Linked DNA regions of Mus musculus: region 2 is linked to region 1. The links are chromatin contacts, called in public Hi-C maps. All regions are on one chromosome and are shown on one strand. Each heading gives the region's core, a stretch centred on a gene start, on an enhancer-like site or on the middle of the called end of the contact. The rest is flanking DNA. Distances are from core to core; before and after follow the strand shown.

Region 1 (7,632 bases), core at 1,664-4,163:
CTCTTCTTCCTCCTTCCCCTTCTTCCTCTTCCTCTTCTTCATCCTCCTCCTTCTTGTATTGAGAGTGAAACTGAGGGCCTTGTACATACTATACAAAGGCCTTACCATTGAACCAAATGCCCAGGCCCATAGCAACTCAAGGAGAGGGTCTTGTAGCCTCTTAGAAGCACACACACACACACACACACACACACACACACACACACACAGAGAGAGAGAGAGAGAGAGAGAGAGAGAGAGAGAGAGAGGGATGTTGTCAAGACAGACGGATACATGATGTTGACACAGTTGCATGTGGGTCACCTCAAGAATTTCATATCTCCAGGGCAAAGTCAAAGACGGCCTGTTTATCAGCACAGAAGGACAGCAGGAGCAAGGCCATCCAACACACGCTTGTTAAAATTGTGTGCCTGCAAGCATGCATACTCTGCATGTGTCTTTAAAGGGCCTCTGAATCCTGTCTCTGGGCCTAGAGAATTTTCCTATTTTGAAAATATTCTCTGGCATAAAAGTCTAAGTGTCACATGCATCTGGATATTTCAGGAAATCTGGGCTAAAAGTTATCTACAAGTTCTGGCCTTTTGCTTTTGTGATTTAAACATTTCAGAGTCTATTGAAAAACAGCATTTTTTTTCTGACCTGACTTCAATATTAACTCAGGAAGTCATATCTTAGATAGAAAGCTCATTTCCCAATAGACTCCTTCATAGGAAAACACACAGAGGCACACTCATAAGAGCACTTGCACACACACATACTCACGTGCACACAGTGTTCTCAGGAGAAGACATGTGTGAACCACATCAGGGCATCTTCTCACTCTTTGGCTCACCAAAGCCATCTGAAGCCTCCATTTCTCATGAGCTTTGTAATTAGAGCGGTTGGCGCTGAGCTATTCCCGGATCTATTAACACTGTGGTTTTTTACCACTGGCAACTGTTCGCTGTGGTCTTTGATACATGGTCAATTGATTTGATTTTGCTGAGGCATAAATGTGAGTGAAACTCAACCCAGGCTGAGGGATAACAAGGACAGAAAAGTGAGACCCGAAGCCTGGGGTCTCCAACTCATATGCACGCACACCCTCACTTACATACATTCTCTCTGCAAACAAAACAAAACACCCCCAAAAAAACAAACAAACAAACAAAACAAAACAAAACCTACAGCTCTCCCCTAATGCCACTACTAGTGCTAGTACAAGTGAGGCTGTAGAGTCTGAGGCTAGCCTGGGCTACAGGGTGCGCTGCAGGCTACAGAGTGAGAGCCTGTCAAAAGAAAAAGAAACAAAATCTTGAAAGCATAAGCTAACCCAACTGTAGACTTTATTGACTGACTTCATTCATGATCTTCAGTCTCGGATTTAAATAACTGCTAAAAGCCCTGACGAGATACCTAGAGCCTCTGAGCTGATGCCCTACTGTGTGCTATGCCATCATGGTGGATAGTCTCAGGGAGTGACACCACCCTGCTTGCCTTTGCCTTCTGCCTCTGCCACTACAAGAAACTTCATCTTTGAGTGGAGTGCCCTATAACCCATCGGATGGTACAGACACCTTCCCATAAGGAGGCAAGCTCTCTTTTAACAGCATGGTCTTACCATCCCCATCTTGCTGTGTGTAGTTGATTATCCACACCGCCTGGCTTTTATCATGGCTGTTGCACTTGGAATCACTAAACACCACGTTGGTGCTGGTGCGGTCCACACCTCACCTCACTGAAGTTTCCCCGGAGGAGGGGCGCTAGCATTGATAACCTTGCTTTGCAGATGCAAAAGAGAGTGATGTAACTTGCCCGGGTTCACATAGCAGACAGGCGCAGAGCCAGACATACATGCACAGCCACGGTGCTCCCAAGCTGGGACTCTCATACAGGGACAGACAGCCTGACAAATGGGACATCAGAGACTCAAGAAACACACAGATAACTTCTTGCTTGCAAAACTCCGCTGCCCAGAAACAGACAAGACAGCTAAGCTGGTGAAGAGACCAGTGAACTGAGGGCAAACTCCAGAGCCCATAGAAAATCAGGAGAGAGCTAACTCCACAAGTTAACCTCCTACCTCCACACATATGTGAACCTGCATACCACACATCATATGCACATATGTACACACAATCATAAATTTAAAAAATTTAAATTTTCTAATAATAAAAAAGTCCCAACAGCTCAGCTCTGCAATCTCCTTCGAGTTGTCCTCTGACCTCCACACAGGCTCTATCCCTGACCCCCGAGAAAGTAATAAATGTTAACAAATTTAAAATTCTGTTGCATAAGCAACACTGGAGGGCTCACTGAGGCTTAAGTCTATCTCCAGTCTCTAATGAGGTCACAGAATATTCTAAAAGGTGGCAGAGCTGCTACAAACCTAAGTCATGGGACCTGAGAGCTCACCTTGGTGACTACTCTCCAGGGAATGGACAGCCACACATAGGCATCTCAGAGCAGACCTGGTTGGCAGTAGGAAAACCTCCTGCCTCTTTGCACCAAGAGCTCCCAGTGCAGCGGGACTGGTTGTCTTACTTCTTCTGCAACTTATACCTCCATCCTGGTCCCAAGTTAATGGACAATGAAGCCTGTTACCTGGGTTCTTTTTCTATTTCATTCCAAGGTGAAACACTGTGGAAACTATTAGCCAGCATTTGCTTGGCGGCCAGGTTTTGCTCCTCACACACGTGTGTGCAACTCAGAGTGCATGTGAATGGTAGTGGGCGTGCACAAACCTGACACTGAAGGGATCTTCTGTAGGTTCCTAGAACACTCTCCCATGAAGCTAACATTCTTAGGACTGCTGGGCACAATCTGAGCTCGGGACACAAGCTGAGATAAGGATGCTACTGCCACATAGCCACATACAGAGAGGGCTGTGGAAGAACACAGGTCTACCAGACAGGAGGGCTTACAAAGGACCGTCAATCAGCAGGAGGGGTGGGACTTAAACATCACCATAACAACCATCACATACTGGCTGGCTGGCTGGCTCTAGAAAGAGGATTTTTATAAATGATCTTAAAATCCTGTGGAGGCTGTTGTCGGTCTCTGCACTTTGCAGAGGAGGGAAGCAAGGCCGAGGAGTGAGAAGATGTGAGGAACAGCGCCGAGTGCAGCCCTGTCACGATCTGAAGAATGAGAGCCACATCCACAGGCGGCTGTGGGTGAACTGGAGGAGTCGTGACGTGACGTGGGTGCTCTCCAGCAGGGGAGGGATTCTTACAGCATCTTACAGCTGTGAGGCTGCTCTGACTGGTCCCTTGAGCCACACAATGAATGGGTCGGAAGTCTTTCCAGAGTGAACACTGGGCTGAGAAGCTGGCTTGCTGGGTTTATGAACGCAAACACTAAACTTATACTAAACCTTCTCCCAAAGTGTGAGAAGATTTTCGGGCTCCCAAGCATCAACACTAAACCTTTTTTTATTGCTTAACATCTACCCATTGTGTGTGTGTGTGTATGTGTGTGTGCACGCGTGTGTGCGCGTGTGTGTGCATGTGTGTGTGCACGTGTGTGTGTGCACGTGTCTGTGTGTGCATGTGTGTGTGCGCGTGTATGCGCGCGTGTGTGTGTGTATGTGTGTGTGTACGTGTGTGTGTGTGTGCACGTGTGTGTGTGTGTGTGCACGTGTGTGTGTGTGTGCACTTGTGTGTGTGGGTGCGCTAGTGTGTGTGCGCGCGCGTGTGTGCACGTGTGTGCACGTGTGTGCATGTGTGTGTGCACGTGTGTGTGCGCGTGTGTGCACACGTGTGTGTGCGCGCGTGTGTGTGCGCGTGTGTGTGTGCGTGTCTTCCACCATGTGAGTCCTGTAAACTGAGCTCAGATCACCAGGCTCGGCAGCAAGTGCCTTTACCCACTGAGCCTTTCGGAAGCTTTGCCATTGAGACCTATCTCCTCCCGCGCATCTCTGCCAGGCATCGAGATATCCGGCCTTGCTGACTGCATTTAGCATAGGAGAAATAAATTGAATTGATAAGCTTTATCGCGTTACAGCCTCTCTTCCACTTTTCAGGTTCATTTCCTCCATAACTCAGCTGACCTGCTGCCATGGGGTTGACCTACCAAATGTCATAAAGGAAAACTAATGTAATATAATAAAAAGCACTGTCCTTCACAATCCCTCTGTGTGCTTGACTCCAGAATGCGCCTGCTTGTTATTAACATGGAATCCAAAGCTATGGCCTCTTACATATGCCCATGGATACATACGTGTATGAGTTGAATTCTCATTAACGCCATCAATGAGTGCAGGATACCGTTCGGGAAATAATAGACTGGTTTATAGCTCTGAGGTTTTCTCTGGTTCACAGAATGTCATCACAAACACAGAAAGCCCTGTGCTTTCCGACCCCGCCAGCCCTCCTGTCTGCCTGCCACACACATCTAGATTTAACGCCAGTAGACACCTAGCAGCCCTGCCCATGAGAGTGGAGCCTGCAGTCCAGATGGGGTTTATGTTCCTGAGGCTCACACCCTTCCACGATGCTTGTGGGATGCAGCTCAAAGGAGTCGGTCTGAGACATAGCTCAGATGTCTGAGGATCCCTGGACCTTATTGGGTGTGCAAATTACAAATCCGGGAGGACCCACTGCACGGTGAACTATGAAGCTAGCCCCAGACTCATCTCACAGTTTTAGTCTGCTAGAGGGGAAGTGGGTGGCATCAATACATCATTCATACCAGAAGTATATGGGGCTAACCTGGGATAACATGAACCTCATCCCTTCCTTCCTAGGGGGAAACATGAGGGGATGTGACTGTCCACTCATTCAATGGAGTCACACACACACACACCCCCTACACCAGCTGGATGAGCCTGTGTGACAGGATCAGGTAGAAGAGTCACTCACTCAACAGAACAACTGTGTAGGAACTGTAGACAGTAAATGTCTCAGCAACATGGAGAAGGAGTCTTAGAAACATGTTCTTGCTTTTAGGGGACACCAAAGCTGATCGAGAGCCTAGCTAGGAAACCAGAGTCTGCTTCAAGGTCAGTTTCTTCTTTAGGACTCTCATAATGTCACCAAAGAGCACCAACCTAAGAGGGTGCGTCCTGGGTGTGCCTTCTCCCACCTCCCCCTCCCCCCCTCATAAAAGCAACCTTCTAAGCCGAGAAACTGAATTCAGGGCAGAAATGTTTTAATTCTTTAGTTTGCCAGATAGGTCTGTTTACCTCACAACTCTATTATTTTACTAATATTAAGTGAAAAAACAAAAACAAAACAATTGCTTCTAAATAAAACCAAACCATTGCCCCAGAGAGGGGGTGAAAAAAAAAATCACACTTCAGTTCTTTTCTTTTTCTGCTCAAAAATCACCTCCTAACCCAGGCCTTTCTTCCCGTGGAGAATTTCATCCTTTTGGAAGGATCTGGAAGTCAGGGGGAAGCTATGCTTTTATTCTGAATGAATGTCTGCTACCTGCAGGCCTGAAGACTGGTCCAAAGGAGACTTCCCTAAGTAGCTCCTGAGCCTGCAGTGATGCGGAAGATGTCTTAGAATCCCTTCTTCTTGTTGCCAATGACCACTGGTGATGGGCCTCTGTGTTCCATTTTCCTAATAAAGAACAGCAACCCCAGGGTTAACACTCAGGTTAGGGCAGTGTGACTTGAAGGAAGATGCATCTAGAAGGATCCTTGTAATACCAGGAGCTTTGTGTGTCATTTATTCCTCTAACTAACATCAAGGACAAATAGAGGTGTTGCCATGGTCCACTGGGTCACATTTTCAGAATCAGAGAAAGCAACACCCCAGGGCTGTGTAGAGCCTGGTGACAGACATGGAAGGGTGACCTCCTGTGAATCCGCAGTCCAAGGAAACTTGGTCACACCCACGCATCATTATAAACTCTCAAGTCCTTGAAACGTGGGGCTCTTAGCTCCCTCTGTTCTTGGTCTGCATTTCAAGGGAAGGGTGAGGGCGACCGTCAAGTCTATAACCAATCATGGCAAGAATGTGGAACTAGAACTTCAATGGGTGTCAAGGACAACAGAAGCTTGAAAGAGAGTACTCAAATCTGGGTTCAGGATTCCAGTGACTGGGGCCATCAAACAAGAGTCCAACAGTAACCAAATGAATTTCATCTAACAGCCCTGAGACAAGGCTGCCTAATGTCCTCACAGTGCCACAGTCCAAAGGCATATGGTGGATGCCGGCACTATCCAGAGGAAGAGGAGGGAGCCGCCAGGGGAGGGGACAGGAAGGATTGTATGGCTCTGCTACAGGAGGCTATCCTCATAGAATATATTCTGATAGGTTGTATTCTGTAAGTCATGGGTTACTCTATCTTGTTAGAAAAGGAAAGTTGTTTGTGGCATATGTAAAGGTAGCAGGCTCAAGTGGCTAAAGAACTGGTTATATTGGGGCTGCAAAGATGGCTGGACAGTCAAGGTTACTCACTGCTCTTCCAGCTCACTGCTCTTACAGAGGACTCAGATACAGTTCCCAGCAACCACATGACAGCTCACAGCCACTCGTCCAACTCCAGCTCCAGGGAATCTGGAACTCTCCTCTGACCTCCACGGGTCCCAGGTAGCCATATGGTGCACATACATGCAGGCAGGCCCTCATACACATACAGGTTTTTGTTTTTTTTTAATTTTTAAAGAAATAGTCAGACATGTAAAGGTTTGAGTGGTGCCTGCTGGTTTTTGAGACCCATGAAGTCTAGCCAGATTCCAGAAATATAAATGACTTGTGAGGTGTCAGGTAGTGGCTGGCTCACCTCATCTACATAGTGGGAGAAAAGGAGATCTTATCAGAGGGAGCTGTGAACTAGACCTTGAGTTTATCAACTCTGCCAGGCTAATAAAGGTAGCAATCCCCCTGCCTCAGTCAGAGGGAATGGAGGAGGTGAGGCTCAGATGCCCTGGCAAGGACACTTCCGGACCAACTTCCAGAGGCGGTGACAGGAAATCTGACTCCTGAACTGGAAGCCAGAGCATAGGACCATGAGAATTATGTGTCAGCCACTTAATCTACTCAACCATAATATTCCTGGGGAGGACTGGTGGTTCTCTATAGCAATGGTCCTCAATCCTCCCAGGGCTGCTACCCTTTAATACAGTTCCTCGTGTTGCAGTGACCCCCACCATCAAGTTATTTTGTAACCACTTTGGAACTGTAAATTTTCTACTGAACAGAATCATAATGTAAATATCTGATATGCAAGATATCTGATATGCAACCCCCAAGAGGGTCACAGGCCACAGGTGGGGAACCCTGATCTAAAGAGAGGCAGATTAAAGCGCCCATGGTTCTCCAGAATTTGGATTTCCCGGGAAAGAGGGGAAGGTTGGACCGTGAGTGTAAGCCAGGGAAGGAGGTTACCCCCTGGAATGGATTTCAACAGCTCTACAAAACTTGTCAGATGACCTGGCAGCCAGAGTAGAGCATTAACAGTAATGGGTCAGTGACATCTTACCATTTAACCATGAATTTAGCCAGGACTCAGAAAATGGAACCAGATGTGGTGGGGAGGGGGGCATTGCATGCAAGTGTGCATTCAGTCACTGGATTGGCTCCTCTTCCCAATGCAGCTACATGGGATACATCTTTCCCCAGTCATTACTGATACTTATGTGTTTAATTGTGTATTATTCTATTGTCCTGGCTAGCTTTATGTCAACTTGACACAAGCTGG
Region 2 (6,809 bases), core at 422-2,921, 130 kb before region 1:
AAGCTGGGCCCCTTCTCTCAGCCTCGAGGCTGGCAACTCCCCCCCAGGGCTGGGCTGTCTGTGGTATTTTAGGGAGGCAGGTAGGTGTGTGTGTGGGAGAATATGGCTTGGCCCTGCAGGTTCTCTTGGCTTCTGACTGGACAATTTGGCTTTGTGGTTTCCTTCCTGCCTCTCTCCAGAGACTCAGCACGCCTTACTGAACATTTGACTGAGCATCTTGAGCCCTCAGGCCTTGGTTCCCCATTCTGTACCATGGGGACAATAGTTGTGCATTCTGGGGGTTGCTTTGATGATTGAGGGCTCAGAAAAAAAACATATGGCACCATGCCTGTGTCTTGTGAACACCACGGAAGTAGAAATTCACTTCCTGTTTAACGTCATTGTGGAGGATTGTCTGGAAAGGGGCTGGCAGTAGAACCAGGCAGCAAAGCCTTGACTGAACCTGAATGCTGACTCCCTGTGTTGTCTGGTGACTGTAACTCCTTGACTCCACCTTAGCCATCTGACTGTACGGTCAGTGTGGGTGGTCCAGGCACCTGCTCCTAGCCACGGTCCTGGGGTATTTCCATCAGATCAGCTCTGGTGTCTCTGTTACACCCGAGGAACTGCTGGTTGGGTATTCTTCTCCGGGAGTGGGCTCTGCAGGAATGCCAGACACATCTGGCATCTGCTCACGAGGCCTGACTCATGCACATCTGGTATCTCACTGACAGAAAATGACTGATAGACATTAGCTGGAATAACATCCTGGCTGGACAGTTGAAGAAAGGGGCAACATCGCGATGAGCTATCAGTACAGTCAACACACTGTAAAGCAGGCGGTGGATTTCAGGATGCTAGAACTGTAGGCTATTGTGTGTGTGTGTGTGTGTGGTGTGTGTGTGTGTGTGTGTGTGTGTGTGTGTGTGTGTGTGTACTTGTGGAGGTCGATCTTGGGTATTAGGTATCATTCCTTAGACGCTGTCCATCACTCTCCTTCAACAACAATAACAACAACTACTACAACAGTGTTTCTTATTGGCCTGAAACCTACGCTGGGATAACAGACACACATCACAATGCTCAGTGTTTGTTTGTTTGTTTGTTTTTTGCTCCCCCCTATCCGTTCTAGGGATGGAAGCCAGGACCTCAGGCCTGTGCAGCAAGCACTGTACTGGTTGATCTATCTCTGATGCCTCCTGGTCTATCAACACCCCATCTCCCTCATTAATACAAGTTACCCACGTACCATTCCTGGTGGGGAAGAGGCTAGAATTGGGCCAGCCCAGCAGATACCACCGCAAAGTATTCCTCCCTTTCCCACCTGCTAGGCACCTTCTACCCCTTCCACAAGTCACCCACAAACCCAAAAGTCCAAGAAGCCACCCCCAGCATCAGGCCTCACTGTCTCTAGCTGCCCAGCCTTCAACAGTTACAACATTGTGAATGAATACAGCCTGTGCCTTCCCTGCCTGCAGGGCTGCTGGCCCAGGTCTAAATGTCTTGTGTGTCTCAAGCACTTGGTGCTGAATCCTTGCAGGACTCAGAGAAGGAGGGTTAGCATTGTGCCAACACATTAGTGCCTCTCTCCTGCTAAGTCTTTTTCAAGAGAGATGGCCATTTGTCATCCACACGGCAGTGTAACGGGAAGGCCACAGGGAGGCGCCACTGAGACCAGTATCGCTGAATTCACTAGCTGAGGAATGTAAGCGACTGCATTGATTTTTAGGTCACAGCTGAGGATACACAGCGGTGCACAACAGCCACACAGACAACCTGGAGCCCAGAGATGAGTAAGACACCCACAAGCTGAGGACATCAGAGGTGTAAATACCGTGTAACTGGTAGATTTTTGAGCTACTGCGTATGTGGGGGTGGAGGGGGTTGTTGCTCATAACCCAGGTGGAGCATTTCTCTGCGCCCACCTAATCCCAACTCAGCCACCCATTCCTAGGACGCAGCACTGAGGAGGACTTTCCTTGTCTCTCTAACCAGCAGCCCCCTGGAGGTACAGGGATGAATCCCAGGCCAGAGCATGGGACGAGTCAGCCAAGGGGCTTACTGCTATGTATGTGGTTCTAGGCCACCTCTGTGCACCGAGGAAAATACCCCCTCTCCTTTGCCCTCCCTACTATGGTTCATTTGTTTGCAGGTGCGCGTGTGTGCCTGTGCACACAGAGAAAACCAGAGGGTAACCCCTGCTCCTTCAGGTGCCGCTTCCTCCCCCTCTTTTAAAGACAGCATCACATGGGTCAGAAGCTGCCAGTCTGTCTCAGCTTCTAATGAATCAGATCCCATTACAGATGGCTCCGAGCCACTGTGTGGTTGCTGGGAATTGAGCTCAGGACCTCTGGAAGTACAGCCTGTGCTCTTAAGTGCTGAGCCATCTCTCCAGCCCCACGTGCCCAGCTTTTTACGTGGGTTCCAGGAACTGAGCACAGGTTCTCAGGCTGCTGCTGACTGAGCCGGTCTCCCAAGCTCTCAGGGGACATTTCTGTGAAACCCGTGGAGTGTAGAGTCCGGATGGCTGCAAGTTCAGAAACTCAGCGGGAGCAGGTGGCCTACTTTCGTCACCAAGGCAGGGAATGTGGGCTAGGCTCTCCTGGGCTGGCCTGATTTGGGAACTCATTAAAATGAGCAAAAAAACCTGAAAATGGCAGGTTCTCTTTTAAAGGACAGTGCCTCTGCTTGGGCTAACAGGAGAGACAAAACGAATCTATTTCAGGATATAATATTTAACCCTAACCCAACCTCTGAGTGGTCTATGGTCCTTGTCCTTTGGCTTCTCTGCCTCACTTGGGAGAGCTAGGACAGAAGGATATTGGTAGGGGTGGGGTGGGGGGTTCAGGGTAGAAGATGAGAGAAGCTTAGGCACTTTTGTTCACACCAGACTCTACAGGGGCCAACTGTCTAGTGGGGTGTCTCCCCTGGGTCTAGTTTCCTACATAGGAAGTCAGTACGCTGGACAGCTAAGTAGCCAGTCCCTGAGAGCGGGCCAGATGAGTGGCCTTCAGGAAGAGAGTGATCCTTTGGGCAGTGGCAGGCTGATGAAAATGAGGGGATTAGGAGAGAGGCTGGGCCAGACTCCCTCCTTGGGCCTCTGTGTGCTCATTTGTAAAATGGGCCCCAAAGCACCATGGCTCTATGACGGCTGTTGAGTCAGGCACCAGCAGGGAGTTGTGCGCGCCCACATGTGAGTGCGCCCAAGTGCTGGGCCACATGGCAGGGAAGAGGTGAGGTGCACAGAGGTGTCTTGAGCGCTTGGGTGACATCAGCCCACCCTGACCTCTGAGGAGGAAGCATGAAGAGCCGGTTCAGCTTAGGAGGAAATCTATTGATTTTCCCCAAATAGGGATGTTCGGTAAAGCCTTTGGGGAGATTAGAAACTGGCTGCCCAAAAGGTAGTGGGGGGAAGTTGGGGGACATAGGGCAGCCAGGGCAAGACCTTGGCTGATTCAATGTGTGGTATGCCCGCAGGCTGTGTGTGTGTTTCCAGGGCCCCAGGAATAGATTGGGAATAGATCGACACATCGAAGCTGGACCAGTCTGGGGTGGGGAGGCCCTTGGGAAGGAAGCTTTTAGTCGTAATTACAATTGCACTGGTCACAAAGGGAGGGGTGCTGGGAACTTTTTGTTTTTGTTTTTTGTTTTTTTTTCACTCTGAGTGCCATTTTCTGTGTCAAAGCAATGAACAGAGAGGCTCTGAAAAGCAAGTTGGGCTAGGGCCTGGGGACCGGTCCTATGGGGACGGCTGATGGTCACAAATGAAAGCATCTGCTTCCATGTAACTGTTGCTCTAGCTGTGGAGAATAAAGGCACCTGGTAACAGCGGGGACAGCCCTGCGGCCGGACTTCTATGCAGACTCACCCAATTGGGTTAGTCTCGGTCTCTTGGTCTCTTGGTCTCCACCACCCCACCCCACCCCGCCCATGCGAGTGCAAAGTCAACCTTGGGTATTTTTCCTAAAGCACTATCCGCTATGGATTTTATTTTGTAAGATAAGTTCTCTCAGTAGCTCAGACCTCACTAATTACGCTATGCTGGCTAACTAGTGACCCCAGGGACCTGCCTTGTCTCTTCTTCCCGGGTGTTGGGACTATAAAGTATGTATCACTATGCATGCCTGACTTTTTACCTGGGTTCTGAATATACAAACTCAGGCCTCATGCTTTCATGGCAAGCACTGTGTATGTCCCCAGATATGTTCTCTTATGGAAAGAATTAAAACAACAACCCCCCAAAACTATAGTCTGTCAAGAAAAGGCAGGGATACTTCCACTCTGCCCATTGGGTTGCCCCGAGGAAGGCACTGGGGAGACAGCCAGTGAGAGGTCTGGAGAGAAACAGGAGGGTGGAGGCTATTCTAGGTCACATGATTATTTATGACCATGTCTGATTCCAAGGTGGCTGGGAAAAAGGGGGGCTGACTACATACTTACCTGTGGAGATCTGTGCTCAGGAATCCAACCAACCAAGGACCAGCCATTTCCCATCTTGAGGTGAGATTGGCAGTTTACAGACCAGTAAACTGAAGGTCAGAGTCTTAACATGACTGTTAGAGCCCAAGTCTCACAGCATAAAAAATACAAAGCCCAAATTTATCCCTACTATCCTGTGCTGGGTACTAGTCTTCAGCTTGAAACAGGCTACAGACTTTGACTTCTATCTGATCCATCCATGAGAACAGGCTAGCTGAGTGAAACTCCTGGGCACAAGGAAGCCCCAGGAACAAAAGTTAGCATTGTAGAACTTTCCCTCTGAATTGAAACATTCCCTCCAGGAGCAAGGTCAGCAAAGAAAACTTGGAGGATTTAGGAAGTAAAGGAAACTCACAAGTCTCAGGAAGTCCCTAAAACAGAGAAGACTTGCAAGGCCCCTTGTTCTGTGAGGCATAACAATTGCTGGGGAGAGGGGACTCTCTGAGGCTGCCTGAAAGTTGTGCATAGAGCTCTTGTGAGTTGTCATTTATGCAGTGGTGGGCTTTTTGGTGATGTGGCTGCCTCTGAGTTATCCACATTCCTGTACAGAACCTCTCATCCATACTTACATAACTAACTCCAATGACCTCATCCATTCACTCAGCTAGTTTGGGCAGAGTTGTTTCTTTGGTCTGTCATTAATATGCTAACTGGGGTCCACACCTGTGCAGGAAAAGTCACACAGCACAATTTAACTAAACCTCACAGGAGACACCAAATTCATAACTTTTCCTGAAGTCAGTGCACAGAACCTGCTCAGTGGGATGCATCCTAATGTTAGAGGGATATCCAGGTTTTCCCTCTAAGCTGTTTGCAGCCCCGCTGAGCATGATTTTGCCTTCTAGTCTTCCAAAGACATAGTTTACCCATCAAGACACACAATGAGGACCTTTAGGCAGCTTAGGGTGTGTTTCCTTCTAGCTGCTGCAGGCCAGAGCTTCAGGATGGTGAGCATACAGCTCCTAGCACAACTATGGGTTTGCAGGGCTAGGCCCTGTCTTTCACAGATACCTGGGTGGGGTTAGGACTGAACTCCCTTTTGGCCCTCACAGGCTCTCCAGATGCACTCAGCAAGAGACCCGTGCATCTCTCAAGAACTTGGCTATAGCCCAGTAATCCTGGGACACTCTCCAAAGTGGGCCAGAACCCAGAAGGGCAAGGCATTGTCTCTGGTCTTTGGACTCTTTTAACCAGAAACATCTGGAAATCCATGTGTGATGGCTATCCTTGCTTGTCAACTTTACTCTATCTGGAGTTAACTAAAACCCAAGGGGATGATAACCTGCAACACAGTTTTGTTTTGTTTTTTTCCCATTCAATCGTTGAGGTGGAAAGACATGTCTTTAATCCAGATCTTCTGAGGTGGGAAGGTCCATCCTTCATCTGGGCTATTCCTTCTGCTGTCAGCCATATAAAGGACATGGAAGAAGGACATGCTCTCTTTGCCTGCTTGCCCTCCCTCTTGCTGGCAAGTGATTCTTTCTCTGGCATTAGAGCCTGCTTCTTCGGGATTCCAGTGTACACTGAAAACTGATTGAGACATCAAGCCTTGCGGACTGAACAACTACCGGGTTCTTGGCCCTTCTAATGGTAAACTGCCATTGTTGAACTACTTGGACCACAGCCTGCAAGCCACTCTAATAAATCCCTCTATGTATACAAAGACTCATTCTCTGAGTTCTGCTCTTATAGAAAACCCTGACTAATATACCACAGGACTAAACTGGATGCCTCAGGGTACGTCTGCAGCTCAGAGGCAAGGCCTTGGCTTGTGAGTCACAGGCTTGTTTTCCAGCTTCTTTCCCTGACAGTATCTTCCGTCCCTCCATCTCTCACTTCCTCTCCTGACTGAACATCCCACACTGGTGTCATCTTCATGGCCACCGAACCTCCTTCTCTACGGAATGTGCTTTCTCCATACCTTGTAGGGTACAAGGACGGCCATTTTGGGGGGAGCATTAGCAAGGTAGGATTCACAAGTCAGGGATCAAGAGTACACTCCTATCTTCCTCTTAGTTACTCAGCTGAGAACATTCTACAGGAACCCCAAACTCCAACCCAATAAAGGTGTCTCTCTGGCACATCTCTGCACCGTCATAAGGATAACACTGCTGTCTATACAGGTGATTCTGCTAGAACCAGGGTGTGGCCTCTGTGACTCTCTCCTCATCTTGACAACCCCAGGGTAGACACGTCACCTCTAGATCTGGCTGCTGCTGACAGACCCTACTGTTACTCTGAACACAGTGTGGATGCCCGCCCTCCTTCCTTCAAGTCGTCCATGGGATGCTCAGCCGCCCGGGCCTGGTGACAGCTCTGGCATGTCCTCACTCTGCCTACCCCTTGCAGCT

Evidence for each region. A called contact is a pair of places that touch in the nucleus more often than the background predicts.
Region 2: a Hi-C map of cerebral cortex shows a contact between it and region 1, with 4 times the contacts expected there. The contact joins two enhancer-like sites. A contact is called at or near these places in 4 of 484 Hi-C or Micro-C datasets (bone marrow-derived macrophages, brain, cerebral cortex and 1 more) and 1 of 115 datasets of contacts at active chromatin or transcription factors (kidney).

What each region holds. Positions count from the first base shown.
Region 1 is chr10:83,044,867-83,052,498 of GRCm38.p6, reverse strand. The region is part of intron 1 of Chst11 (carbohydrate sulfotransferase 11); the gene reads right to left. Among named protein-coding and RNA genes, the nearest start is that of Chst11, 63 kb to the right of the region's middle. Within about 2 kb of position 2,913, at least 34 of the 459 cell types and tissues checked have an H3K27ac peak or open chromatin away from gene starts, as enhancers often do. A contact at or near this core is called in brain and cerebral cortex, where this site is marked.
Region 2 is chr10:83,177,628-83,184,436 of GRCm38.p6, reverse strand. The region is part of intron 2 of Chst11 (carbohydrate sulfotransferase 11); the gene reads right to left. Among named protein-coding and RNA genes, the nearest start is that of Slc41a2, 160 kb to the left of the region's middle. Within about 2 kb of position 1,671, at least 63 of the 459 cell types and tissues checked have an H3K27ac peak or open chromatin away from gene starts, as enhancers often do. A contact at or near this core is called in brain and cerebral cortex, where this site is marked.